2 separate regions of the Ovis aries genome follow, and region 1 is linked to region 2. Evidence: chromatin contacts called from public Hi-C data. All regions are on one chromosome and are shown on one strand. The core of a region is the stretch at or near the end of the contact, and the rest is flanking DNA. Distances in the headings are between cores, read along the strand shown.

Region 1 (5,926 bases), core at 2,375-4,874, 66 kb after region 2:
TAACTCAAAAGATTCCTTTCAGACTTTGAAAGATCAAAGAATAAAAAACAAAATTGGTTCAGCAATTTCCAAAATAAAATGAATACAAACACTGGCCACAACTTTCCACTCAATCCAAAAAAAACCACTTTAGCTGAGCTCAGCTCACTTAATTTTCAAAAACCATTTCTTTTTCCCAGCTTCATACCTGGAATTACCGTTCCTCAACAACATTACCTACATCAGCAGGGAGGAGATAAAAGTGTTGTAGAGATTGCACCGTCACTGAATGTACAAGCAGGACATTCCAGAGCAGGAGGGAATCTTCAAGACCTGCTCCAGCACCCACATTTTACAGATGAGAAAACTGAGGCCCAAAATGAGTCATTTAATCAAATGACTTGACCAAAGCCACATTGATTGGCTGAGCCATTCATTCAGCCAGTCATTCATTCACCCACAATTACTGACAGCTATCTAGGCGCCAGGTCTGGGACTCCATGCAGAAAAGAAGCTGTAAGGCCCCATCCACCATTGCAGAGGCTATCCTTCCCCTTGGAAAATCTTAAGATCAACCCTTAAAAGTCCTCATCAGCAAGAACTCTGTAGGAACTGCACTGACTTTGTCAAACAGGTCTCACTTTGAGTTCACAAGTTTCAGTAAACACAGTTGGCCTCTACTGTGTTTATTTTAAGCGATTATTAAGCGTTTACTTTAAGTGATTAAGCATTAACAAAGAGAAGCACAGTATTCTGAATGAGTCCCTTTCTGATACATTCAAAGTTTAATGAAGTGCAATCAGAAAATACCCCATATACACAAACAAGTTCACAGAGAGGACAGCTTACAAAATCAGAGCGATCTGAGGTATCAACATAGAGCAGTTAAGTCTAACAGCTCAATCCCCTCAATTCCACAAAGTGTGGAATGTAAATGATTCCCATTTCATTCAGATGTGGGTATATTTTTCTGAGATGTCTGTATGTTAGGAAGACCTCTAAACTCAATTCCAATTCACATCCAGTGACAAGATAACTAAACCAGGCCTTTCTCCTGAAGAGTAACTTTCCTTGATTTCTATTTGAATAACAGAAAATTAGAATAAAAAAACTAAATAAAACCTAAAATTTCATGTGCTGACTAAAGGAAATTCAAATTCTATGTACAACAAAAATAGCAACAGCTTGAACTGCACATTTCTGAGTTTTTTGTTTTTTTCTTTTTAATGAGATGTGCAGTGAACTTACCCATCAACATAAATCATCCCTCATTTTGCCTGGACTTTTATATTCTTTAAGATTAAGTCTGGCACTCAAATGTTTTGTGTATCTCAAGTCACAGTCGAGTCAACTTCTTTAAGAAGTAAGAGAACATATTGACAAAGCTCTTAAATAAAACAACCCCAAAATAAGGCACTTTGAAATATTAAACAATAGCTCTCTGTTTACCCAGTTTCAGTGGGGTTTTTTTTTTGTTTTTGTTTTTTTAACCAAAACGCTCCGCCGCTTTTACAGAGGTCTCGCAGATGACCACTGGGTGAATGTTGATGAAATAAATCTTCACTGAGGCTCTCTGAAGGCTGACTCCCCTGAAGCTATTGTCAGTTCAGGACCAAAGCACTCATCAAAGTATGCTCATCTATGTCTCAAACTTCCAGATTTGATTTTTATCCAGAGCATCACAAGTTCTCATCTGAACATCAGGCCGGCCCTCGGGTGTCCGGTAAGCACTAAGACACAGTCCTGAGTGGGGATGAAAAATGGTTCCATCTTCTTTAAAATGCCAAATAATGTTTGCTGGGATAGGAAACCCATCTTTGGGACAATTTTGCATTCCCACATGCTTTTTTAGCTCGGGAACTTCTGCACATAACTCCGTCACCGAATTAAACCTTATTTCTTTGTTGGAGGTATACTCAAAGAATTGATTGCCTCCTTGACCGTGGCACCCAAAGAGGGAAAGGTTAGCACTTGTGGGGTTATTGTCAGGAGCATTATAATCTAAACATTCAGAAGAGATCCCAATACTGTGAATAGCTCCGTGCCAGCCTGGCCTATCCTCTGGAACGTGCAAAGTAGAAAACACATTTTTCAAATACCAGTCAAAGCTCTTGCACTTCAGCCTTTCCCGTAGTAATTTTCTTTCAGAAATATCACCATAAGCTTCTTTCCTTGCTGGAGGGTTTCGGTTGTAGAAATGCTCTTTGTACTCGTCCATCCAGACTTCCGCTGCCCGAGCAGTATTCTGCAGGAAATTGGGCCGAGCATATGGTGCCCGCTTAGGGAATACGTGGCCCACGTGGGAACAGGGGTGGATCTCCAGTTTACCTCCACACTGCCACACCCTGAAAGACAGCTCCAGGTTTTCACCTCCCCACACTTCCATCCCAGTGTCATAAGTTCCAAGGTACTGAAAATACTTCTTGCTGACCGCAAACAGTCCTCCGGCCATGGTGGGCGATCTGAATGGTTCAATTCTGGATTTACGCCTGTCCCTTTCATGTTTGGGGACAGAATGCCACTGGAATGTTAGACGCCAGTCGAACCCACCAATCATGGGTTCCCCAGTCTGCATATAGAATTCAAAAGTATTCCAGTCGATGGTGTCTATAACAGGACAAATGACCACTGTTTCATCCTTATGAATCCTTTCCAAAAGTGGCTCCAGCCAACCAGTATTACACTCACAGTGACAATCCAGGAAAGTCAGGACATCGCCAGTGGCAAAAGTGGCCCCAATCAGACGGGCCCTCACCAGCCCTTCGCGCTTGTTTGTTCTAATCAGGCGGACTCTATCCAGATTGCTGACGTAAGCTTCAAGCTGTGTCTTCAAATACACTCTGTCGCTCAAGTCATCGACTAAGATGATCTCCTTCAGAAGGACTGCAGGAGAAGTTTCTAAAACACTGTGGATGGTGCGAAGTAAAGTCGACCAGGCTTCGTTATAGAAAGCGATGATGACAGAAGTGGTGGGAAGTCTCCTGTAGTTAAACTTCTTGGACTTACACTCATACATTCTTTTATCCTCTATGTGGCGGTGCAGGGAAATCCTGTCACTGAGGTAAATGTTAATGGCATATCTCTCAATGAGTTCCTCTTGCTGCTTCAGTTCACTCTCGCTGAGCTGGAGTTTGCTGGCTTTCCCCCACTCCCCAAGGGCACGGGAATCTGCAGGGGGCTTCTCATACAGCGGTCGAGACAAATCCACTGCTTTCTTCCCCGGCTCTGAGAGCTGTCTTGACCCCGGTTCCTGGGCACCGCCGGCTCGTAAGGAGGCATGGAAAGTGGAGACGGAGAGTTCCACCAGGAGGTAGGCCACTGTTAGGAGCGCCAGCAGCAGGCAGCTTTTGCGTGCCCACGTCCACCTTACGGCCATCCGGATCTTCATGGCTGGGGCGCGGACGCGGCCACCAGAGTCACCGCGCGCAGGGGAAGGGCTGCGGGACCCGCCGCTTGAGCTCCGGGCTCAGGTAGGAGCGAACTTCCGAGCAGGTCCCGCTTTTCATGCAGGCGTTCGGCTCCTCGGCAGTCGCGGGGACTTCCTGGGGGTCACCTGGGACCTCCGCGGGGCTCGGCCTCCGGTGCACCCCCAACTCCTCTCTCCCCACTTCCTCCTGCCTGCCTCACAACTTTTCACAAACTCTACAGCCAACAACACCCCACCCTCCCCGGGCAGAGGACAAACCCCTCCCCTTCCCTCTTCCTCCCCCTGGTGGCGAGTTCGCGCCAGTGGTCGGCCAGGCCCGGGCCCAGGCCTGTGGGCGACTCTGCGGGGCCGGGGGCGGGAGCACCAAGGTGACCCCGGACTCGGGTCCACTCCCGCTCCAACTGCATCTCGGCCGCTCTCCGCACGATTCTACCCATCTGGGTCCTCAGTCGTGATGCTCCCGGGGACCCAGCTTGGACGGGCGGCAATCCTACCGATTGAGCGTCTCATCACAAAAAAAGAAAAAAAAAGAAAACTTACCAAGTTGTTTGCCGTTGGGGCTAAAGTCCACGGAGGTGATCGCAGCTTTGTGGCCCTTAAAGTAACGCTCCAGAACCGGGTCCTCCTGGGAAGGAAAGTTGTCAAGTTTTGAAAGCAGGTGCAGACCTCGAATGTGGGGGGGTCGGAGAGGAGCGCGGTCCCCTCCTGCGGGAGCCGGCCCGGGAACGGCCACATCGGTGGAGGGTTGTGGGGGAGCAGCAGCACCCCGAACGAGCACGCGCGGCCGCAGCTAACTGGGGTGTACGCCGAGCAGCAGCCTCCCCCCGCAGAGCGGGCGGAATCCCCGTTCGCGCTGCCCAGGAGCGGGCGCCCGCCCGAGACCACCTGGGCAGAGCGATTGAAATGCACGTTCCGGGGCCCCGCCCGCAGGCTCGCGGTCACAGGTGCGAGGCGGAGCCCCCCGGCTTCGGTACTTTTCAAAAACCTCCCAGGTGATTCTGACGCAGGCGCTCCACGGAAACCCTAAGAGAATTCTGGGGTGGGGGGGGCATGGGGCCGCCGGGGCGGTCGGAGCTCGGGGAGGAGCACCCGGGGCTCCGCCAGGGCTCGGCGCTCCCGGTGCCCCGGGGGCAAGGGATGAGTCACGGGCGCCCCGGGGCGAGGGGCGCGGAGCTCGCGGGTCGGGACTCGGCTGAGGACGCCTGCCTCCATGCCCCGCCAGGTGCGGGTGTAGCCCCGACCTGGCTCCCCAACCCGCGGGACCGGCTCCAGGGAGGCGCACCGCAGCCCGTCCTTACCGGGGAGGAGGCCATGGGGGAGCGCTCAGCTCCCGGCTCCTGCCCGCAGGGGGAACCGGGGGGAGGGAGGGGGCGGGGTAGGAAGGGGGACCGTGCGGTGCCCGGAACCGTCCGCCCGGAGCGGCAGCGCCTCCCGGTCACTACAACAACGGCGCCCCAGTCAAACCCCGCGCTCCAGGCGTGGCCAGCCGAGCCCCGAGGCTGCGCCCGCGCCGCGAAAAGCCGGACCTCCGCCACCTGGCAAGGCGGACGCCGGGGGATCAGGTGTCGTCACACATCAAAGCCAACGTTTGCTAACACCTGAGCTCCCCCCGGCTTGATACCAGAAGGAGGGTAGTAACCGATACAGGTAGGAGACCGATGGTTGGGAGAGGGTAAGGAACCTGTGATCGATGCAATCAGAATTCTATTACGCGTTAAAGAGACAGCGCGCGCAAATTTGAAGCAGGTCCCGCACAGCTTATTTTTTGATGCAGAAGACAGTTTGATCTGAAATGAGGCGGCTTGCTATTTATTAATATACACAAAAGAAGTAAATCTCTGGAGGACAGACTTGAAGTTATTTAATCACTGTTTTTCACACACGCCCAGAGTGTTATAAATGTAGATGCTGGATAAAGGTGATGAATGAATGAACGGATGTTTTCCATCCATTTAAGGTTTTCTGCTGTGTTTCTGTTTCAGTCTCGTTTGCCTGTGCTTTAGAGCTGCAAATTGATACAGTAGCATATTTGAGGTCTTTAGGAAGACTTAGAAACATATTTTTTGTTCTGTTTAAATTATCCGGACACATGGTAACTATAGACATTGCTACAGCAGACTTTCCTACTAGAGTATCATTTGAGCTTCAGCAACGCTGCGAAGTTGATAGGAAATGTGGCCGACCTTTAGAGATTATAAACTTGATTCTTAGACATTTTGATTTAATTATCAAAAGTTACACAAAGACAGCTCTTCCAGTTTCCAAGTCCGTATCCTTTTTTACCCTGTTACAAAGCTTGAAGAACTCAGCTGAAAGTTACATATAGCATAAAGATTCTTGGCAGCATAAGATGGGATCATAGACCACAGCTGGTAAGATACACTGTCTATACAAATGAAAGGCATACTACACTGTTACAGATTTTCTAACTCGTTGAATTTAGTTGTAATGAATACTGTACATAGCAATCAAGCAAATTTAGACTGAAATATTAGTTCAAGTATATGTTTGTTGAATATC
Region 2 (6,431 bases), core at 3,876-6,375:
CAGCAGCTATCTTCCAGATTTTAGGTAGGATCTCATTAGCTTAATTCCAATCCAATTTATAACAAGTTGAGTTTTTGTTTTCTGTTTTCTCGTTTATTTTATTTTTACATAGCATCGAGCACACAACTCAAAGTAACAGTGGAATCTTCCTTTTAAGACTTGTATGTTGGGCTGACCCATGGGAAATCACAGATATTAGATTGCTTTTGCCTACAAATGGCAATATCATATGATTCAATCTAACATTATCCCTTATGCAGATAACAAGTGCACTCTTCAGTCTTATTTATACTGTTTTGTAACACAACTGCGAACACCACTACATGTTTATTGTAAAAATTATCTTGCCTATAGAGAACAAGACTTGTGATGGCCAAGGCAAGGAGATGGATTGGGAGGTTGGGGTTAGCAGATGCAAACTATTGTGTATAGGGTGGATAAAATAAAAAGATAAAAACACAGGTTTCTGTGTAAAACAAAAAACTATCCTCCTTGTGATAAACCATGATGGAAAAGAATATTTTTAAAATGTATATATGTGTATAACTGAATCACTTTGCTGTACAGCAGAAATTAACACAACATCATAAATCAACTACACTTCAATTTGGAAAAAAAAAAAAAAAGAATTGTCTTCTTGAGGTCCTACCTACTCTGTATTCCTCAGTCAGCTGCTTAGCCGTGTCTGACTCTTTATGATCCCATGGACTGTAGCCCACTGGGCTCCTCTGTCCATGGGATTCTCCAGGCAAGAATACTGGAGTGGGTAGCCATTGTCTTCTCCAGGGCATCTTCCTGATCCAGGGATCAAACCCAGGTCTACAACACAGGCAGATTCTTTACCCATCTGAGCCACCAGGGAAGCCCTGGCATTCCTGAGTTATAATGTAGACACTTGACTTTGATGCTTCTGCAATACCATCCGGGGACAGCCAGCCTGCTATCACTTGCTAGCTGGCATTTATGCGCACCTCCATAGCATACTATCAAGAACACCAGGATTCCTCAGGTCATGAGGCTTTGCAAAGTTTGAAGGGTACTGGCAAGGAGAGTGAGTCTCAAAGTTCAGACCAAAGACTTTTGATGATCTCTTGTATCTTCTGCTGCTGCTACTGCTGCTAAGTCGCTTCAGTCATGTCCGACTCTGTGTAACCCCAGAGACGGCAGCCCACCAGGCTCCCCCGTCCCTGGGATTTTCCAGGCAAGAACACTGGAGTGGGTTGCCATTTCCTTCTCCAATGCATGAAAGTGAAAAGTGAAAGTGAAGTTGCTTAGTAGTGTCCAACTCCTAGCGACCCCATGGACTGCAGCCTACTAGGCTCTTCTGTCCATGGGATTTTCCAGGCAAGAGTACTGGAGTGGGTTGCCATTGCCTTCTCCACTTGTATCTTCTAGGACAGAAATATCCAATTTTAGTCTACCAACTACCTCACAAGAAGGCAGCACATCTCAAAAGCCACCTATCTTTTGCTCTTCTTACTACTGGGGCAAAAACTCAACTCATCAGAATTTATAAATTTCAACAGTAGGCCTTTTGAGTAATTCATTGAACATAAATGTATTGAGTACCTACCATAAGCTAAGCACTGTGGTGAGAATTTGATGTCTAGTTAATTTTTAATCTCACAAATAACAATGCAGGAATGCTCACAGGTTTATTTTATAAACATAAACATTGTAAGAGATAAGACCACAAACCTGATTGAGGTCCTAAGTGCATGTGTGCTAAGTCACTTCAGTCGTGTCCCACTCTTTGTGACCCTATAGACCCTATAGAGCCCATTCAAGCTCCTCTGTCCATGGAATTCTCCAGGCAAGAGTACTGGAGTGGGCTGTCATTTCCTCCTCCGGGGGAAATCTTCCCAACCCAGGGACTGAACCCACATCTCTTATGTGTCCTGCACTGACAGGTGGGTTCTTTACCACTAGCACTGCCTGGAAACTTACCAACAATTCTTGGGATTCTCTTTGACAACCAGCCCCTAGGTTGACCCTCCAGCTGATTTCCTGTCTCTGGAACTTCTTATGACTGATCTGGGAGTCTTTCTGCATGGAATTCACCCTTAAAAGACCCTTTAATAAGCAGACTTCTTTCTGACACAGGATAGACTCAGGATAGACTAGTTCTCTGCAGAATTCCTCTACAATAAATACAATTCTTGAGATCTACTGGAAAGTTTATAATGTTGTAATGTCAAGGGTTTTTCTTGCCTTTTTTTTTTTTTGGCCACATATGAATAATTTACCCCAAATATTTAACTATACTGATACTATTTCAGTAGTGTTGCCAAAGACCATGCCATTCCTCCCATTTGTTTTTAGGACTCTAGTTTTGCTCTAATAGAATTGATGGCAGAAATGATCTGCCTTGCAAAGATTAAGCACACTCAAATTGAAAGGCTAAAACTCTCAATTTTTTAAGACTTCAGATACACTGATAAAACCCATCAAGAGAGATGAACAAAGGAAAAGGACTACTTTTCTTACAGCTTCTAAGGAGAAGAGAAGTAAGTTTAGCACCTCTGAAAGGCAATTAGCAAAAAAGGAAATCTGTTCTCTAAGAGCATGTGAAATGTCACATGGACTACCTTAACAGGAGATGAGACAGCATGGATTCTCCTGCCCTCAGTGTCCTCAAACTACTTTTCTGGAAACTGGTACTGCTCCCCCTGGTGGCAATTTAGACACATTGTAAGTTGACTTTTCATATAAGGTTTTTTTCTAAACTGTTAGGCTACTTAGTCAATTTTATAATCTTTTCTCCCACATACTTTTTAAGGAAAATGGATCATGCCAAACAATTAAATACCACTTAAATGCCAAAGGAAACTTACTGTGGTAGAATCAAAAGAAAGGATGTCCACAACAGGGGGAGTGGAGGTCTGCAAATCGATTACATCAAGCTTTGGATTAATCTGCATATGTACATTAAAAAGGCTAATATTAGATTTTTATACCATAAGAAATTGGATGTCATTTGTAACAGTCTAGAGGGTATTTCCTAATATATTCTAAAATATATTTGTATATTAGCATGGATAGAAAATTTTTAAATATTAGCCTATCAAATCTATCAGTATATAAGAAAAGATCATTGTGACCAAGTTGAATTTATCCCAGGAATAAAAAGTTGCTTTTACATTTGAAAATCAATGGGATTCACCTAGGAAAGGCTATTAAAAATAAAATAAATGACCCACCTTAAAAGATGCAGAAAAAAATCCTAGCCAGTTCAGTAAGACAAGAAAAGGAAATAAAAGCATTAAGATGTAGGAATTGGAAACAGAAGAAATAAAATTCGTTATTCATATATAATTATCTACAAAGAAATCACAAAAGAATCTACCACTAAATCATTAAAACTAACAAGAGTTTACTAGATCCAAAATTGATATATAAAATCAATGACATGTCTGCATTTTAGTACACAGAAAATGCAAATTTTTAAAAATCATAATTTATAACACTATAAAAATTTAAAAATACATCAGAGAAAAACCAAGATGCATGAGACCTTTATGGAAAAATAAAATTCATGTAAAGATATTAGAGAAGATTATTGAAAGTTATACCATAAACAGCTCAGAAGCAAAGCCCTGTATAAATGGAAAACAAATACAAAATAAAAATGGTGCCACAAATTGGTAGAGGAAGGATGACTTGTACCTGAGAAGCAGGCTCACTAAATAGATCCCTAACACTACATAAAAGATGGACAGCAGATAATTTATAAACCTAAATGGCATGTTAAAACTACAAAGTTAATAGGAGTAAATGTGTAAAAATATCTTTCTGACATGGGGTAGAGAAGGATATCTTAAGCTAAAGCTGCAAAAGTAAAGCCATAAGGCCGAAAAAATTAAAAACGGGTCCATCCTGTTCACACCAATATTAAGCATTTCTGTTTCACAATGGATACCATAAAGTTAACAATCAGATAATGAACAGGAGGAGATGGTATGTTTGGAACTGGAAAAGGACAAATATCTAAAATATATAGGAAAAAACCCCGAAAATAAAAATAAAATATATAGGAAAAACCTACAAATCAATGTGAAAAGAACAGAAGTCCTAAGAAAACATCACAGGAAGCCTAACAGCTATCTAGACTATGAAGAGATTTTCAGAAACATTAGTAGTAATTAGAAAAGGGAAGAGTAAAGCAAAATCCCACTTATTACCTATCAGATTACAAAAGCTAGAAAGCTCAGTGATGTGCTGACTCTGTTCATAGAGCATTTTTTGTGATGGCAAAAACAAGAACCACCATCTTGGAGAAACTAACACTACATTGTAAATCAATTGTCAATACAATAAATAAATTCAAGAAACAAACCACAATCAGAAATCCCCCAGTGTTTATCAACAGTAGAACAGATACATAATCATGGGAATTACTGTCTTAGATTCATTGGAATCTTATATAGCAGTGAAAATGAATGAAATACAACTACGCATAACAACATGTGGAAGCATGAATTCAGAATCCATACAAACAAATCTCAGGATCTTAATGTTAAATAAAAAAGCAGGTTATATAAAAATATACACAGTATGATTCCATTATATAAAGTTTAGAGCTATCCAAAATGAAATAATATCTAATCATTGATTCAAACATATATAGTAAAATTTAAAAGAAAAGCAAGGGAATAATAGAGTGGTGACTACTTTGGAGGAAGATTATTTCAGAATTTGGAAAAAAAAAAAGGAAAGAAACCACAAGGTCACTATTTACACTGAACATTATGAATATAAAGAAGTAAACAAAGGGCAACAAAGATAGCAGAAGTGAAGTGAAGTGAAAGGCACTCAGTCGTGTCTGACTCTTTGCAACCCCATGGACTACACAGTCCATGGACTTCTCCAGGCCAGATTCTTTACCAGCTGAGCTACAAGGGAAGCCCCCTAAAGACAGCAGAGCTTGGTATCAAAAGCTACCAACAGTGAGTGTACTGGCGAACCTCAGGAAGGGACTGTTGACTGAGAAAGGCCTCCCATGGAGCAGAGAGAGCTTAAGATGACTTCTTTAGAGAAGTTACGAAAACAAAAGCAGAGAGGGAGGGCCGGAGATGAGGTTATGAGCCTCCCTGAGCATAGAGGCAGAATGCTGACACAAACTGTTGCACAAGGTGGCCGCCAGAGAGGGTGGCAAGGGTCAGATTGTGTGGGGTGAAGGCTTCTGGGGAGGCACAGAAGAACTGGAGGCCAAAATGCACGTTAGAAAGATTATGCTGGCGGGAACACGTACAGTATACAGAATAAAGTAGGGATATAACAGTGAGAACACTGCAGCAGTCAGGGGCTGTGGGAATAGGGGCTGAACCCGTGGTTAAGAGGCCTGGAATGATTTCAAAAGCAGTATCATGTCTGATCAGTACAGCTGAAGTTTGGAAACACTGTGAAGTGTTTACATTTATCCAGCCACTTGTGTTACAGGCAGAGGGGTACACACCCAACAATCCCTATACTGCAATAAAGAAGGAATCAGAACCATACAAGACCATCTATTTGCCTAGGTTTTTTCTGGCCATTGCACAGACCAGAACGCACAGCCTCCTTCCCGTCAGCTCTGGGTCCAGAGTTGAGGCAAAGATAAGAAACCTGAGGCCGACCTGCTTTCCTTTCAACGGTGAGCTAGCTATCCAGAAAGTGCCTGCAGACACCTTATTTTCTTTTATCTACTGCCACCTAGTGTAGATATGAAATTGTTTACCAATGAAAAATTCAATCTGCTTTTGCCATCTGAAACAAGAACTGCTCCAAAAGATGAAATCATATGGAAACGATCAGCGTCTCTCATAGAGAAATCCTTGAGCTTCTACGAGCTGGGAAATTCTTCCTACAACAATATTTTACTGTATCGTGCTACAAGTTGCTGCCACATTCATTAAGTGAAGCAGGAAAGTCTCACTAAGTAAAAGTTTATAGTCTTCTCCACAAAGAAAATATGCTGAGACAGTGACACTTACAGTTAAGTTCTTTGCAAGCTAATCTCCGTGAATATTAACAGCACCTTCTAGCTCTCCATTTTTATTAAAGGAAATAACGCTTCAATAACTACAGTTGCCTTGAAATGGGAATCAGCTGCCTCATGAGAGGCTGAGTTTTCCATCATCGAACAAGGGATTCATGCATGATGGAGGATTAATACAGGTGCCCTCACAGATTCCATCCCATGCCGAGGTTCTGGACAGCGAGGCGTTCATGAGCTAAAAAATTCTGAAGAGCAAGAAACATGTCCATCCTGTCCACTGTTGCATAATCTAAAGCTACTATGAGGTCCAGTATTTGTTAACAGGATGAAATTAAATCTCGATTCTACTGAAGCACTGTATGAAAATAGTTATAGGTACAGAATGGAACCAGAGTGACTGGTTGCAATTCTCATGTTGCTGCTTGCTAGCTCTAAGGTTTAACTTACATGGACC

What was found. Hi-C and Micro-C count contacts between places; a contact is called where the count stands out from the background.
Region 1: a Hi-C map of blood shows a contact between it and region 2, with 2.7 times the contacts expected there. The contact joins the promoter of GALNT4 here to the enhancer-like site in region 2. A contact is called at or near these places in 6 of 16 Hi-C or Micro-C datasets (blood, hypothalamus and skin fibroblasts).

What each region holds. Positions count from the first base shown.
Region 1 is chr3:125,885,709-125,891,634 of ARS-UI_Ramb_v3.0, forward strand. It overlaps GALNT4 (polypeptide N-acetylgalactosaminyltransferase 4), which reads right to left and starts at 3,625. Exons shown (of 1, transcript XM_004006246.6): 1 at 1-3,625. The coding sequence starts at 3,367. The coding sequence ends at 1,619. It overlaps POC1B (POC1 centriolar protein B), which reads right to left and starts at 4,761. Exons shown (of 11, transcript XM_060414018.1): 1 at 4,705-4,761; 2 at 3,947-4,031. The coding sequence starts at 4,719. It overlaps LOC132659615 (a long non-coding RNA gene), which reads left to right and starts at 4,881. Exons shown (of 3, transcript XR_009600203.1): 1 at 4,881-5,926.
Region 2 is chr3:125,818,501-125,824,931 of ARS-UI_Ramb_v3.0, forward strand. All of the region lies in intron 9 of POC1B (POC1 centriolar protein B), which reads right to left. Among named protein-coding and RNA genes, the nearest start is that of GALNT4, 68 kb to the right of the region's middle. Within about 2 kb of position 5,126, at least 16 of the 54 cell types and tissues checked have an H3K27ac peak or open chromatin away from gene starts, as enhancers often do.